2 separate regions of the Pan troglodytes genome follow, and region 2 is linked to region 1. A link is a contact called in public capture Hi-C data. All regions are on one chromosome and are shown on one strand. The core of a region is the stretch at or near the end of the contact, and the rest is flanking DNA. Distances in the headings are between cores, read along the strand shown.

The links. Capture Hi-C pulls out chosen DNA fragments and counts their contacts.
Region 2: a capture Hi-C map of stem cell-derived neural stem cells shows a contact between it and region 1, with 4 times the contacts expected there. The contact joins two enhancer-like sites. A contact is called at or near these places in 3 of 7 Hi-C or Micro-C datasets (blood, induced pluripotent stem cells and stem cell-derived neural progenitor cells) and 1 of 1 other capture datasets (stem cell-derived neural stem cells).

What each region holds. Positions count from the first base shown.
Region 1 is chr6:81,860,637-81,867,547 of NHGRI_mPanTro3-v2.0_pri, forward strand. The region is part of intron 22 of GTF2IRD1 (GTF2I repeat domain containing 1); the gene reads right to left. Among named protein-coding and RNA genes, the nearest start is that of GTF2I, 81 kb to the left of the region's middle. Within about 2 kb of position 1,940, at least 7 of the 24 cell types and tissues checked have an H3K27ac peak or open chromatin away from gene starts, as enhancers often do. A contact at or near this core is called in stem cell-derived neural stem cells, where this site is marked.
Region 2 is chr6:81,996,290-82,003,386 of NHGRI_mPanTro3-v2.0_pri, forward strand. No RefSeq gene overlaps it. Among named protein-coding and RNA genes, the nearest start is that of GTF2IRD1, 22 kb to the left of the region's middle. Within about 2 kb of position 4,187, at least 4 of the 24 cell types and tissues checked have an H3K27ac peak or open chromatin away from gene starts, as enhancers often do. A contact at or near this core is called in stem cell-derived neural stem cells, where this site is marked.

The DNA of each region.
Region 1 (6,911 bases), core at 690-3,189:
GGCCTCCGAGGCTGTCCCCGCTCCATCCTGGCCAGTCTCTCTGCCTCACCACCTCCCACTCATGACAGCCCATCCCTCCTTCTCACCTGGTCATGCACTCCAGGGTGGCCCCAGGGGAGGCAGACGTGGCGTGGGCAATTCTTCCCATTTTACAAGTAGGGAAACTGAGGCCCAGGTAGGCAAGCCTGACTTGCTGGAGTCACACAGGAAGTTGGCAGCTCTGCCACATCCCTGGGGTCTGGAGCCCCTGCTCTGGGGAAGGAGAGGTGGGGCGCTGCCTTCCCACAGTCCCCTCAAGCTGGTAGGGACGGCTGTACCCCCAGGGTGAGAGGAGAACTAAAATGAGCGGAAGCTGGCCTGGGTCCGGGGAGAGCCCTCGTGTTTGCCCAAAAGGGAACTGGAGAAGGGTGGCTGGGCCCATACGCAGGGAGGAGCTGTGGGGAGCTGGTGGCGGGGCAGCAAAGAGAAGTGGATTTGGTGGGTAGAGGGGCTCCTCCTTGGTTTTAGTCCTCCCCACAGCCCCTCCAAAACCGGCAGGGCTCTCCTGTCCCTTTCTCCTCTCCTGCAGCAAGCCCTATAGGAAGCGGCCTCTCTAGTGAGTGGCAGCTCAACCTCTGCTTAAATGCCTCCAGTGACGGGGAGTTCACTACCTTCCAAAGCTTTTAAAAAATGTTAACCACTGCTATTCAAGAACAATTCTAGAATTTTTTTTTGAAAGACAAGGTCTCATTCTGTCTCGCAGGCTAGAGTGCAGTGGTGTGATCACAGCTCACTGCAGCGTTGACTTCCTGGGCTCAAGCGATCCTCCCTCCTCAGCCTCCCGAGTACCTGAGACTACAGATGTGTGCCACCACACTGGCTCAATGTTTTCATTTTTTGTAGAGACAGGGTCTCACTATGTTGCCCAGGCTGGTCTCCTGGCTTCAAGCAATCCTCCTGCCTTGGCCTCCCAAAGTGCTGGGATTACAGGCAATGAGCCACTGTGTCTGGCTTTTTTTTTTTTTTTTTTTTTTTGAGACAGAGTCTTGCTCTGTCACCCAGGCTGGAGTGCAGTGGTGTGATCTCAGCTCATTGCAATCTCTGCGTCTCAGGTTCAAGCGATTCTCCTGCCTCAAGCTCCCGAGTAGCTGGGATTACAGGCGTCCGCCACCATGCCTGGCTAATTTTTGTATTTTTTGGTGGAGACAGGGTCTCACCATGTTGGCCAGGTTGGTTTTGAACTCCCGACCTCAGGTGATCTACCCGCCTCAGCCTCCCAAAGTCCTGGGATTACAGGCTGAGCCACCGCGCCCGGCCCTGCTGTTGCTTCTGAGGTTTGAAAACCGCTGCCTCAATGCTCCTGACTCAGCTCTTCTTACCCAAAGGTTCCCCCACCTCGTCTACTCTGTTCCTGCACATTCGCCCTTTCCTCCGACGCCCCGGGCAGGTGTCTCTCTGCCAGCTCCACGCTTCTGAGAGGCCCCCAGCCTGCCTGCCACCCTGCCTGCACTAAATACCACTCAGGTTTCACTATGGGCCCCTGGATGTGTCTCACAAGCCCACAGACCCAGCCTTAGAGACGAGCACCACCATCACCCTTCTGGAACCTTCCGCCCTCTTCACACCCTGCTGCTGCCTCTAGATCCTAACCCCATCCATCGTGGGGCCCAGCTGCCCACTGCCTGGGTTCAGACCTTCTCAACACTCCCTGGCTTCTCTGCCCTAGTTTTGCCTTCTCTAATCCACCCTTGGTGGGTGGAAATATGGTTACCATGGTAACCTGAAGACAGCGCAAATCTGATCGTATCATTACAATGACTGGAAAAACTGCCAGTGCCACAAAATAAAGCTCAAGTTACTAGCTTTGCAGGCTAGGCCCTTTACCATTCCGGCAGCATTTTTGGGGGCTATTCTCCATCCCCCACTCACTGCACAACCCCACCTGGCCACCCCAGGCTCAGGCCGCAGAACAGCATAGACCAGGGAGTGGCTTTGGCCTCATGCTAACTACCTGATTTTTGTCTGTTTCAGGCTGTTTGCTCAGTTACAAAATGGGAAGGAAGGACAACAGCACCCACCTCACAGGCTAAGCGTCTAAGAGGCTGTGTGTGAAAAGCCCACAGCACAGGGTCTGGCACGCGTGGACGTGCGGGATGGGAGGAGGGGATTTCCCAGCTCCTAATCTCTGCAGGGACTGGCCCCTGGCCTAGGGAACACCAGCTCCCCAGGGAGGGGGAGCTTTCCCTGACCCCCCGATGTGTGGCAGGCAGAGGAGAGTGAGCTACTTCTGGGAGGGGAGTTGGGGGAAAGGGCAAGTTAGTCTTTACTGAGGGTGGCAGTGAGCTGGCATTTTGGTCTCACCTCAGCTGCAGAAACCCACCCTGCTCCCGTCTTATTTCCTGGGGATTTCAGCTGTGTGCAGGCACAGATGCGTCATCCAAGTGCCCCACACGTACCTTGACCTCTTCTCCTCCCTCTGGCCAGTCCTGAACCTCTTGGTGATCCATGGCGGCACCTCTGTGTCCTACATCCTTCTCTGGCCATCTCCTTCCCTCCTTCCAGCCCTCCCTCTAGAAACCTGACCCCAACTGTCCTTCATCCCCATGGGGACATTTAGTCCACTGACTCATCACCCTCCCCTGTCCCTCCCTGAGAGAAGGAGCAGGCAGAGAGGAGCTTGCATGAGCCTTCAGCAACCCTCTTCCACCCATCCTGTTTCTTTCTTTTTCTTCTTCTTCTTTTTTTTTTGAGACGGAGTCTCGCTCCGTCGCCCAGGCTGGAGTGCAGTGGCACAATCTCGGCTCACTGCAAGCTCCGCCTCCCGGGTTCATGCCATTCTCCTGACTCAGCCTCCCAAGTAGCTGGGACTACAGGTGCCAGCCATCACGCCCAGCTAATTTTTTGTATTTTTAGTAGAGACAGGGTTTCACTGTGTTAGCCAGGATGGTCTTGATCTCCTGACCTTGTGATCTGCCCGCCTGGGCCTCCCAAAGTGCTGGGATTATAGGCGTGAGCCACCACGCCCGGCCCTTTCTCCTTTTTTTTTTTTTTTAAATAGAGATGCAGTCTTGCTATGTGGCTGGTCTCAAACTCCTGGGCTCAAGTGATCCTCCTGCCTCGGCCTCCCAAAGTGCTGGATTACAGGCGTGAGCCACCATACCCGGCTCCGTTCCCTTTCTAAGCAGGGTGCTCCTTTTCTTGCCATTCCCCCCATCCTCCTTCCTCTCCCCCAGCTCACTTCCCTCTCTACTGAATCTGCTGAAGATCATGCAGCTGCTGTTCCTACCTCTAAAACCCTCTCTTGGCTGGGTGTGGTGGGTCATATATGTAATCCCAGCACTTTGGGAGGCTGAGGCGGGTGGATCATTTGAGGTCAGGAGTTTGACACTGGCTTGGCCAACATGGTGAAACCCCATCTCTACTAAAAAATACAAAAAATAGTCGGGCGTGATAGCACGTGCCTGTAATCCCAGCTACTCGGGAGGCTGAGGCAGGAGAATCACTTGAACCCGGGAGGCAGAGGTTGCAGTGAGCCGAGATCACTCCACTGCACTCCAGCCTGGGCAATAGAGCGAGACTCTGTCCCCTCCCTCCACCAAAAAAATAAAGCCCTCTCTGCAGCCATTCCACTCTCAACTCTTGTTCATTCTCTCCTGCCCTCTAAAAGGTGATCCTTTTAGACCTGACCCCCCCGATGTGTGGCAGGCAGACGAGAGCAAGCTACTTCTGGGAGGGGAGTTGGGGGAAAGGGCAAGTTAGTCTTTACTGAGGGTGGCAGTGAGCTGGCACTTTGGTGCTTGGTCCTTGGCAGATTCAATCACTTGCCTTTCTCATTGTCTCCTGAGCCCACTATTCCACTCTGGTCCCCACCACTTCCCCCAAAATTGCTCTGAACCATCCCACTGCAACCTGTTGCTTAGCACCTCCGTCTACTCTCAGGCATTAGGACTGACCTCCCAGCAGAGGCTGGTGCAACCAATCACCCCCTTTAGTAAGTTTCTCCCTGGGCTTCACCTGCGGGCTTTCCACCTCTCTCTCCTTTTTTTTTTCTTTTTTATTTTTGAGACAGGGTCTCGCTGTGTCGCCGGGTTGGAGTGCTGTGTTGCAATCTCAGTTCACTGCAACCTCTGCCTCCCTGGTTCAAGCGATTCTCCTGCCTCAGGCTCCCAAGTAGCTGGGATTACAGGCACGTGCCACCATGCCCAGCGAATTTTTGTATTTTTAGTAGAGACGGGGTTTCACCATGCTGGCCAGGATGGTCTTGATCTCCTGACCTTGTGATCCGCCTGCCTCAGCCTCCCAAAGTGCTAGGATTACAGGCGTGAGCCACTGCGCCTGGCCCTCCATACATTTTTGTTGTACAAATAAATGAACCCAAAGGATTAACTACAAGCCTAAAGGTTTACACAGGCAGGACCAGTGTAATAGCTGCTGGTAGCCAGGAGGGGACAGCAAAGAGCCACCGTGTGTGGATGAGACCAGAGGGGTGGTGGGAAAGAGGGCGTGGCTGCAACCCACTTCAGGGACACACAACAAGCCCTAGGCTAGTGGTAGAGCCTGCCCTGGGTTCCGAAATATAATAAAATGGTAAAGATTTAGGTTCAAATCTCTGCCACACTGCTGTGTGACCTTGAGAAAGCTGCTTAATCTCTCTGAGCCTCAGTCCCCTCCAATAAGGCCAGCTACTTGGGGAGATGATGTGGTAACGTGAGTGGGCTTTGTAACCGGCAAATCGTAAGTGTGACGTGGTCAGGCGTGGTGGCTCACACCTGTAATCCCAGCACTTTGGGAAGCCGAGGCGGGTGGATCGCCTGAGGTCAGGAGTTCGAGACCAGCCTGGCCAACATGGCAAAACCCCGTCTCTACTAAAATAGGAAAATTAGCCTGGCATGGTGGCGGGCACCTGTAATCCCAGCTACTTGGGAGGCTGAGGCAGGAAAATTGCTTGAACTCGGGAGGCGGAGGTTACGGTGAGTTGAGATCACGCGACTGCAGTCCAGCCTGGGGGACAGAGCGAGACTCCGTCTCAAAAAAAAGTGTGACGTGAGTGTTAGGTGTCTGTGGTGTGAGGGGCTGCTCAAATGTCCATAATTGGGGGACAGGGTAGTTACATAACCATGATACAGCCTGAAGAGGGAACAGAGCTTTTTAAAGACATGGGAACATGTTTATGTTTTAAGGTTAAATGTGTAAATTTATAGAAAGAAGAACAGTGAGATGTAAAATTAATAAGCTTGGGGGGAAATCTGGAAGAAATGTATCATCATAAAAATGAACAGCCATCTGGGTTGTTAGATTTCTGTATTTTCCAAATTTCTACCATGGGAATATATTTGCATTTCTCTTTAGGGTGTGTATGTGTGTGTGTGTGTGTTTGTGTGTCTTTTAGAGAGAGGGTCTTACTCTGTCACTCAGGTTGAAGTGAGGTGATGTGAGCTTTGTGATCATAGCTCGCTGCAGCCTCAAACTCCTGGGCTCAAGTGACCCTCCTGCCTCAGCCTCCTGGGTAGCTGGGACTACAGGCAAGCGCCACCACCCACCACCATGCCCAGCTAATTAAAAAAAATTTTTTTTGTAGAGATGGGTTCTCACTATGCTGCCCAGGCTGATCTCCAACTCCTGGCTTCAAGCAATCCTCCTGCATTGGCCTCCCAAAGCGCTGGGATTACAGGCATGAGCCACCATGCCCGACCCCCTTTAGGTTTTTATGACCTACTAGAATGTTCTTCGGATGGAATATTACAGCAGCTACCTGGGTAGAGGGTTTCTCCCGCCTTAGTCACCACCGCTTCTTCCCAGCATATCCTGAACAGCCCCCGTTAGCTGTCCTGGGTTTTCTTTTTTCTTTCTTTTTTTGTGACCGGGTTGTGCTCTGTTGCCCAAGCTGGAGTGCAATGGCGCGATCTTGGCTCACTGCAACCTCTGCCTCCCAGGTTCAAGTGATTCTCCTGCCTTAGCCTCCCAAGTTGCTGGGATTACAGGCGTGCACCACCATGCCTGGCTAATTTTTGTATTTTTAGTAGAGTTGGGGTTTCACCATGTTGCCCAGGCTGGTCTCGAACTCCTGACTTTACGTGATCCACCCACCTTGGCCTCCCAAAGTGCTGGGATTACAGGCATGAGCCACTGTGCCTGGCAGTCTCCCTAATTTAATTCAGTGCCGCTGCAGGCAGGTGGGTGTGGCCTGGCTGGGCAGTATAGAGCTACCAGCTACCAATGGCGTTCAGCCCCCAGGGTCGAGCGTGGGTTGTCTCAGCCCCTTGCGGGCAGGGCTGGAGTTCCTTCTGGTATGAGTTCAGGGACCCAGTCCCCCCATCCCTCTGCAACCCGAGGCCCCCCACCAGGTCCCCTCCAGTTCAGTCTGGTGCCTTCTAGCACCCCTGGCCCCCAGAAACCCCTGGCCCACAGCTCCCTTGACCTGAGGCCTGAAATTCACCCACTGCCCTCTGAGGCTTGGTCCAAGTCCAAGTATGCCTTCCTCTCAAGCCAGACGCCTGCCCGCCACTCAGCATGTCAGAGCAGGCAGGGCCTCTAGATTTTAGTGGGGAAACTGAGGCACTGAAGGCAAATGTGATGTCCCCAGCTGGGAAAACATTAAAGACATTCTGGGCTTATCTCTCTCTCTCTCTTTTTAGAGACAAGACCTCACTCTGTCACACACACTGGAATTATGGCTCCCTGCAGCCTCCAACTCCTAGGCTCGAGGGATCCTCCCGCCTCAGCCTCCCGAGTAGCTGGGAATACAGTTGTTCGTCCCCACCATGTCTGGCTAATTTAAAAAAATGTCTTTGTAGGATGGGATCTTGCTGTGTTGCCCAGGCTGGTCTCAAACTCCTGGGCTCAAGTGATTTTCCCATCTTGGCCTCCCAAAATGCTGGGATTATAGGTATAAGCCACCACGTCTGGCCTGAGTCATCTCTTTTGACCCAGAA
Region 2 (7,097 bases), core at 2,937-5,436, 140 kb after region 1:
GCTCCTGCTGTCTACTTGGGAGAAACAACCCAGAAGGCCCAGAGAGATGTTGCTGTCCAGGAGCTGTCTCCACTGCCGGCTGGCTCAGCTTCCTCCTCGGAATAACTTAGAAAGAGTCAGTGTTCTCCCCGTCTCTATTTAAACATTAAAAATTAGGCCGCGTGCGGTGGCTCACACCTGTAATCCTAGCACTTTGGGAGGCCGAGGCAGGGGGATCACCTGAGGTCAGGAGTTCGAGACCAGCCTGGGCAACATGGTGAAACCCCATCTCTACTAAAAATCCAAAAATTAGCTGGGTGTGGTGGTGGGCACTTATAATTCCAGCTACTCGGGAGGCTGAGGCAGGAGAATTGCTTGAACCCGGGAGGCGGAGGTTGCGGTGAGCCAAGATTGAGTCACAGCACTCCCGCCTGGGTGACAAGCATAGGACTCTGTCTCAAAACAAAAACAACAACAAAAAATTAGGCCCAACCCCTGGGAATACTTACCAGCCCCACTCACCTTCCTGGGCTGGCCTCTTGGAAGCCCCGGGGTTCTACAGGCTCAGGTTCCCAGCTGCCTTGGCCCTCACATGCTTGGTGTTACCCGGCTGGGCTCCCCAACTGGGCCACCACTGGGAAAGGTGCTGGGTTAGATGGAGTCACCCCTGTGTGTGACCCATTTCTGTGGACCCCACCTGCCCTGTGTACATCTGCATATATGATGCAGTCACGGCATTTTCTGCCTATCACCTTCTCTGCCCAAACCTCAGTTTCTTTATTCATTTGTTTATTTAGAGATAGGGTCTTACTCTGTTACCCAGGCTGGAGTAAAGTGGCTCGATCACAGCTCGCTGTAGCCTCCACCTCTTAGGCTCAAATGATCCTCCCACCTCAGCCTCCTGAGTGGCTGGGACTACAAGCATGTGCCCAGCCAATTTTATTTATTTATTTTTTGTAGAGATGGAGAGTCACTAGGTTGCCCAGGCTGGTCTCGAAATTCTGGGCTCAAGCGATCCTCCCGCAATGGCCTCCCAAAGTGCTGGGATTACTTACAGACGTGAGCCCTGCACCCGGTCCTCAAACTTTCGTTTCCTATACTCAGGATGGGGATGGTTGTGCCATCTGGGGAGCGTCAGGTGGGCCAGCCACAAGGCCAGGAGAACGAGATTCCTCTGTAAAGAGGACAGAGCCCTTCCTCCTCAGCCAGCCTCAGCTCTGCCGCTCACACGTCTGGGCTCCCTGGTGCCCGGGATCCCAGCCTGCCGGAAATGTAGCAGAAAATTTGCCACCTCTTTACTACGAGTCCCAGGACAGGGTAGGTCTGGGGGCAAGAGGCCCCTCTTTATTCTAGTTTGCCAAGAACTGAATAAAGAAGAAAAAGAAAACCACCCGGCCGGGCGTGGTGGCTCATGCCTATTGTCCCAGCACTTTGGGAGGCTGAGGCAGAGGTCGAGGCTTGTGGATCACTTGAGATCAGGAGTTTGAGACCAGCCTGGCCAACATGGCGAAACCCCGTCTCTACTAAAAATACAAAAATTAGCGGCCGGGCATGGTGGCTCATGCCTGTAATCCCAGCACTTTGGGAGTCCGAGGTGGGTGGATCACGAGGTCAGGAGATGGAGACCATCCCAACTAACATGGTGAAACCCCGTCTCTACTAAAAATACAAAAAAATTAGCTGGGCGGGGTGGCAGGTGCCTGTAGTCCCAGCTACTTGAGAGGCTGAAGCAGGAGAATGGCTTGAACCTGGGAGGCAGAGCTTGCAGTGAGCCGAGATCGCGCCACTGTACCAGCCTGGGCAACAGAGCGAGACTCCGTCTCTAAAAAAAAAAAAAAAAAAAAAAAAAATTAGCCAGGCATGGTGGCAGGTGCCCTGTAATCCCATCTACTCAGGAGGCTGAGGCAGGAGAAGCGCTTGAACCCGGGAGGCAGAGGTTGCAGTGAGCCGAGATTGCGCCATTGCACTCCAGCCTGGGTGACAGAGCAAGACTCTGTCTCAAAAACAAAACAAAACAAAAACAAAAACAACAAGAAGAAAAAGAAAACCACTGAAGACATGCTTCTCTTTCCCTACCCCGAATGGTGCAGCTCCAGGGCCAGGGTTGGCTACATCACTGCAAGAGGAAAGTGTGGGGCACATTGTTCAAAAAGCAGGAAAAATGTGTCCTCGAAGGTGCTAAAATACAAAACTTCTTCCTTTCATCCTTGGGCTGACTCTCTCTTGACATCATGATTTTGAAAAAAATTGCTATTTGCCATTTAATGTCATTCTTAATACAGAAACATTAAAATGCTAAATGATTAGTCTTTTACTATTTCATTCTTTACCATTTATCTTTATATCGTTCAATGCTGGCTTTAAATGTAGCTATAAGAGCATTTTACTCGTGAGCAGAATCGCCGAATCTACACAATTCATATTGTGCCTCGTGTGCAAATAATGTATTTCTTTCTTTTTTTTTTTTTTTTTTGAGACAGAGTCTGGCTCTGTCACACAGGCTCCCTCTGCCTCCCAGGTTCAAGTGATTCTCCTGCCTCGGCCTCCTGAGTAGCTGGGACTACAAGCGTGTGCCTCCATGCCCAGCTAATTTTTGTATTTTTAGTAGAGACGGGGTTTCACCATGTTGGCCAGTCGGGTCTTGAACTCCTGACCTCAGGTGATCCACCTGCCTCAGCCTCCCAAAGGGCTGGGATTATAGGCTTGAGCCACCGTGCCCTGCTCAGTTTTATTTTTATTTTTTTAGAGACGGAGTCTCACTTTGTCGCCCAGGCTGGAGTGCAGTGGCATACTCTCAGCTCACTGTAACCTCTGCCTCCCAGGTTCAAGCAATTTTCGTGCCTCAGCCTCCCGAGTAGCTGGGATTACAGGTGTGCGCCGCTACGCATGACTAATTTTTTTGTATGTTTAGTAGAGATGGGGGTTTCACCATGGTGGCCAGGCTGGTCTCAAACTCCTGACCTCAGGTGATCCATCTGCCTCAGCCTCCCAAAGTGCTTGGATTACAGGCATGAGACACTGCGCCCGGCCAAGTTCTGGTTTGAATAGAAACTTAGGGCCTTCAGGCCAATTGCAGTGGCTCATGCCTGTAATCCCAGCACTTTGAGAGGCTGAGGTGGGAGGGTCGCTTCAGGCCAGGAGTTTGAGACCAGCCTTGGCACCATAGAGAGACCCCATCTGTACAAAATATACAAAAAATTAGCTGAGTGTGGTGGCATGTGCCTGTAGAACCAGCTGCTCAGGAGGCTGAGATTCGAGGATCACTTGAGCCCAGGAGTTCAAGTCTGCAGTGAGCCATGATCGCGCCACTGCTCTCCAGCCTAGGTGACAGAGCAAGACCGTATCTCAATAATAATAATAATAAATAAATAAATAAAAATTAAAAGTAAGGTCTTCAAGGCTGTCAATGGCCTCTTTTTTTTTCAGTTTGTTTTTTTGAGACAGAGTCTCACCCTGTAGTGCAGTGGCACGATCTCAGCTTACTGCAACCTCCACCTCCTGGATTCAAGCAATTCTTGTGCCTCAGGCTCCCAAGTAGCTGGGATTATAGGTGCGCACCACCACCCCTGGCTAATTTTTGTATTTTTAGTAGAGAAGGGGTTTCGTCATGTTGGCCAGGCTGGTTTTGAACTCCTGACCTCAAGTGATCCCCCACCTTGGCCTCCCAAGGTGCTGGCATTACAGGCATGGATGGCCTCTTGATAGAACGTGTTTACCTACTACCTGTTTTGAGTCACAGGCCCAAGCTTCTGCATTAGGAGCCTGTTTGCTGTCCCTCTCCTCTTCCTGCCTGGAAATCAAGCGGCTGCCCCACTCCTGCTACTTATAAGCTGTGCCACCTCGGGTGGCCACCTCCCCTCTCAGAGCCGCAGTTTCCCTGGAGTGATAGCAGTGGTTGCTGAGGGCTGCCTGACCCCCTTGTGAGCTTGCCGTCTGTCAGGCCACAGAAGCAGAGTCCTCTCCCCTCCGCCACTTTGCCACACTTGGGGACGTTTAGGGAACTATGGGTGCTCAGGGTCCTGTAGGTGGCACTGGCCCTGGCCCTGGGGCAGCCCGGCCCCCTTTCTGGGGTGGGGTGATGGCGTGAATCCCAAAGTGTATTTTTTTTTCCTACCCAGCTGGAGTTTCCGCTGACACAGCCGTGTTTTCAGCGCTGGCATTGTGCTTGTATTTAGGTCAGGCCTATTTTAATGCCGCTGGGGACTTGTGCCGGGCTGAGACTGCCTTCCAGGGTTGACACAGAGGAGTGCTGGGCTGCTGAGGGTTTGGAGAGGATGGATGGATGAAGGGAGGAGGGAGGCAGGTGAGGAGGGAGACAGGAAGTGGCAGGTGGCCTTGACCCCCAAATCCTGGCCTATCTGGGGCCCCTGCACCCTCTCCCTTTCTATTTTCTTTCTTTTTTTTTTTTTTGAGACAGAATCTCAGTCTGTCACCCAGGCTGGAGCGCAGTGGCGCAATCTCGGCTCACTGCAACCTCCTCCTCCCGGGTCCACACGATTCTCCTGCTTCAGCCTCCCGAGTAGCTGGGATTACAAGCGCCCACCACTACGCCTGGCTAATTTTTTTTTTTTTTTTTTTTTTGTATTTTTAGTAGAGATGAGGTTTTACCACATCAGCCAGGCTGGTCTCAAACTCCTGACCTCAGGTGATTCACCCGCCTCGGCTTCCCAAAGTGCTGGGATTTCAGGCGTGAGCCATCACGCCCGGCCACACCCCTCCCTTTCTGGCAAGGATCCCCACCCCCACATATACACACTTAGTCTGGTGGGAGGAGAGTCCTACACTGGGCCTCAGGGGACATGGTCGACATTCCTCCAATGTGTGATTTTGCAAGCGATGCTCTCTCCTGCCTCGGTTTCCCCATTTGTCCAAGGAAGGGTTGCTTTGATGACGCAGCCCAGCTCCTCTGGGACTTTGAGAGCACAGGCTGCCAGGCATGGTGGCTCACACCTGTAATCCCAGCACTTTGGGAGGCTGAAGCAGGAAGACTGCTTGAGGCCAGGAGTTTGAGACCACCCTGCACCACATAGCGAGACCGCATCTCTACTAAGAAATTAGCTGGGCATGGCCAGGCATAGTGGCTCATGCCTGTAATCCCAGCAATTTGGGAGGCCAAGGTGGGCAGATCACCTGAGGTCAGGAGTTCGAGACCAGCCTGCTCAATATGGAGTCACCCTGTCTCCACTAAAAATACAAAAAATTAGCAGGACATGGTGGTGGGTGCCTGTAATCCCAGCTACTCGGAAGGCTGAGTCAGGAGAATCACTAGAACCCAGGAGGTGGAGGTTGCAGTGAGCCAAGATCGTACCAGTGCACTCCAGCCTGGGCAACAAGAGTGAAACTCCATCTCAAAAAAAAAAAATTAGCCGGGCGTGATGGCATGTCGTTGTAGTCCTAGCTACTCAGGAGGTGGAGGCAGGAGAATCGCTTCAGCCCAGGAGTTCGAGGCTGTAGTGAGCTTTGATTGTGCCACTGCACTCCAGCCTGGGTGACAGAGCAAGATCCCGTCCTAAAAAATAAATAAATAAATATAACAAAAATAAAAAGAGCCCAGGCTGGTATCCCAGCACTGCCCCTTGCCAGCTGTGTGACCCCATCAAATTACAAAACCTCTCTGTACCCTAATGCCCTTAGCTGCAAAATGGGGATAAAAATAGAATCCATCTCACAAGGCTTTCGGGAGTGAGATGACATCAGGCATGTAGCAATGGTATGTGGCCCCCTGCTTGGAACTCGGGAAGTGCTGGTTGAGAAGCATTTAGTGGCGTCGATGTTATTTTCATCACAATTCGTCCTCCCCAAGGTGCCCCGCGCCTGCCAGCCCATGCTCAGCCCAGGTCTCAGAGCCGAGGAGCCCGGGTGCTCATTGATATTCTGGCCACCAGCATCCTTACCGGGCCTGAGTAAACCTAACCCGCGTCTATCGCCAGATCTGGTAATTAATACCCTTGACGGTTTTTATTGGAATGAAGCAGGATCTGTGCGTGACTTGGTTTTTAATTAATAACCAGCCTCCCTCCACACGTCCCTCCCGTCCCCCAAGCGCCCTTGAGGACAGGATGAGGTGTGGGCAGGGGCGGGGGGGTAAGTCACCAGGGCCTGGTTCAGTTGTCTCTGAAGGGAAGGTGCAGGGCAGGGCACGGGGAGGCAGCCCTGGGGTCATTTGCCATCAGATGCCCCAGACATTGGGCAGGATGGAGGAGCTGGTTCTCAGCTGGGCTAGGTCCAGTGATGTTCTGAACACAGTTTCTGACCTCAGGGAACACGTAGTCTAAGACATCCAAACGCACAGACACCTAAATCCCAAGAGCATGTGCTACAGGAGAAGCCTCAGGAAGGTGCTGGAGAAACAGCAAACCCAGGGCAGGCGCAGTGGCTCACATCTGTAATCCCCACATTTTGGGAGGCCGAGGTGGGTGAATCACTTGAGGTCGGGTGTTCAACACCAGCTTGGCCAACATGGTGAAAACCTGTTTCTACTAAAAATACAAAATATATATGTATATAAAACAAAAAATAATTAGCTGGGCATGGTGGTGCATGCCTGTGATCCCAGCTACTTGGCAGGCTGAGGCAGGAGAGTTGCTTGAACCCGGGAGGCAGAAGTTGCAGTGAGCCGAGATAGCGCCACTGCACTCTAGCCTGGGTGACAGAGTGAGACTCTGTCTCAAAATAAATAAATAAATAAATAAATAAATAAATAAATATAAAAATTAGCCAGGTATGGTGGTGCATGCCTGTAATTCCAGCCACTTGGGAGGCTGAGGCAGGAGAATCGCTTGAACCTGGGAGGTGGAGGTTGCAGTGAGCCAAGACTGCACCACTGCACTCCAGACTGGGTGACAGAGCGAGACTCCATCTAAAAAACAACAGAAAAAAAAAAAAAAAAGCAAAGCCAGGCAACCAGCTTGGCCTGGAGACATCAGAAAGTGCCTTTGAGCCGGGGCTTGAAAGATGATGTCGCTGTTCTGGTGACAAAGAGGAGCTGCTGTTCTAGGCGGCAGGAATGGCCTGTGCTAAGGCTCAGAGTCAGGGTGAGGCTGGGGGATCCGAAGGGAGGTGCTGGCAGATGGAGCTCCTGGTAACAGTGAGATGTGGTAGGAGATGAGACTAAGAGA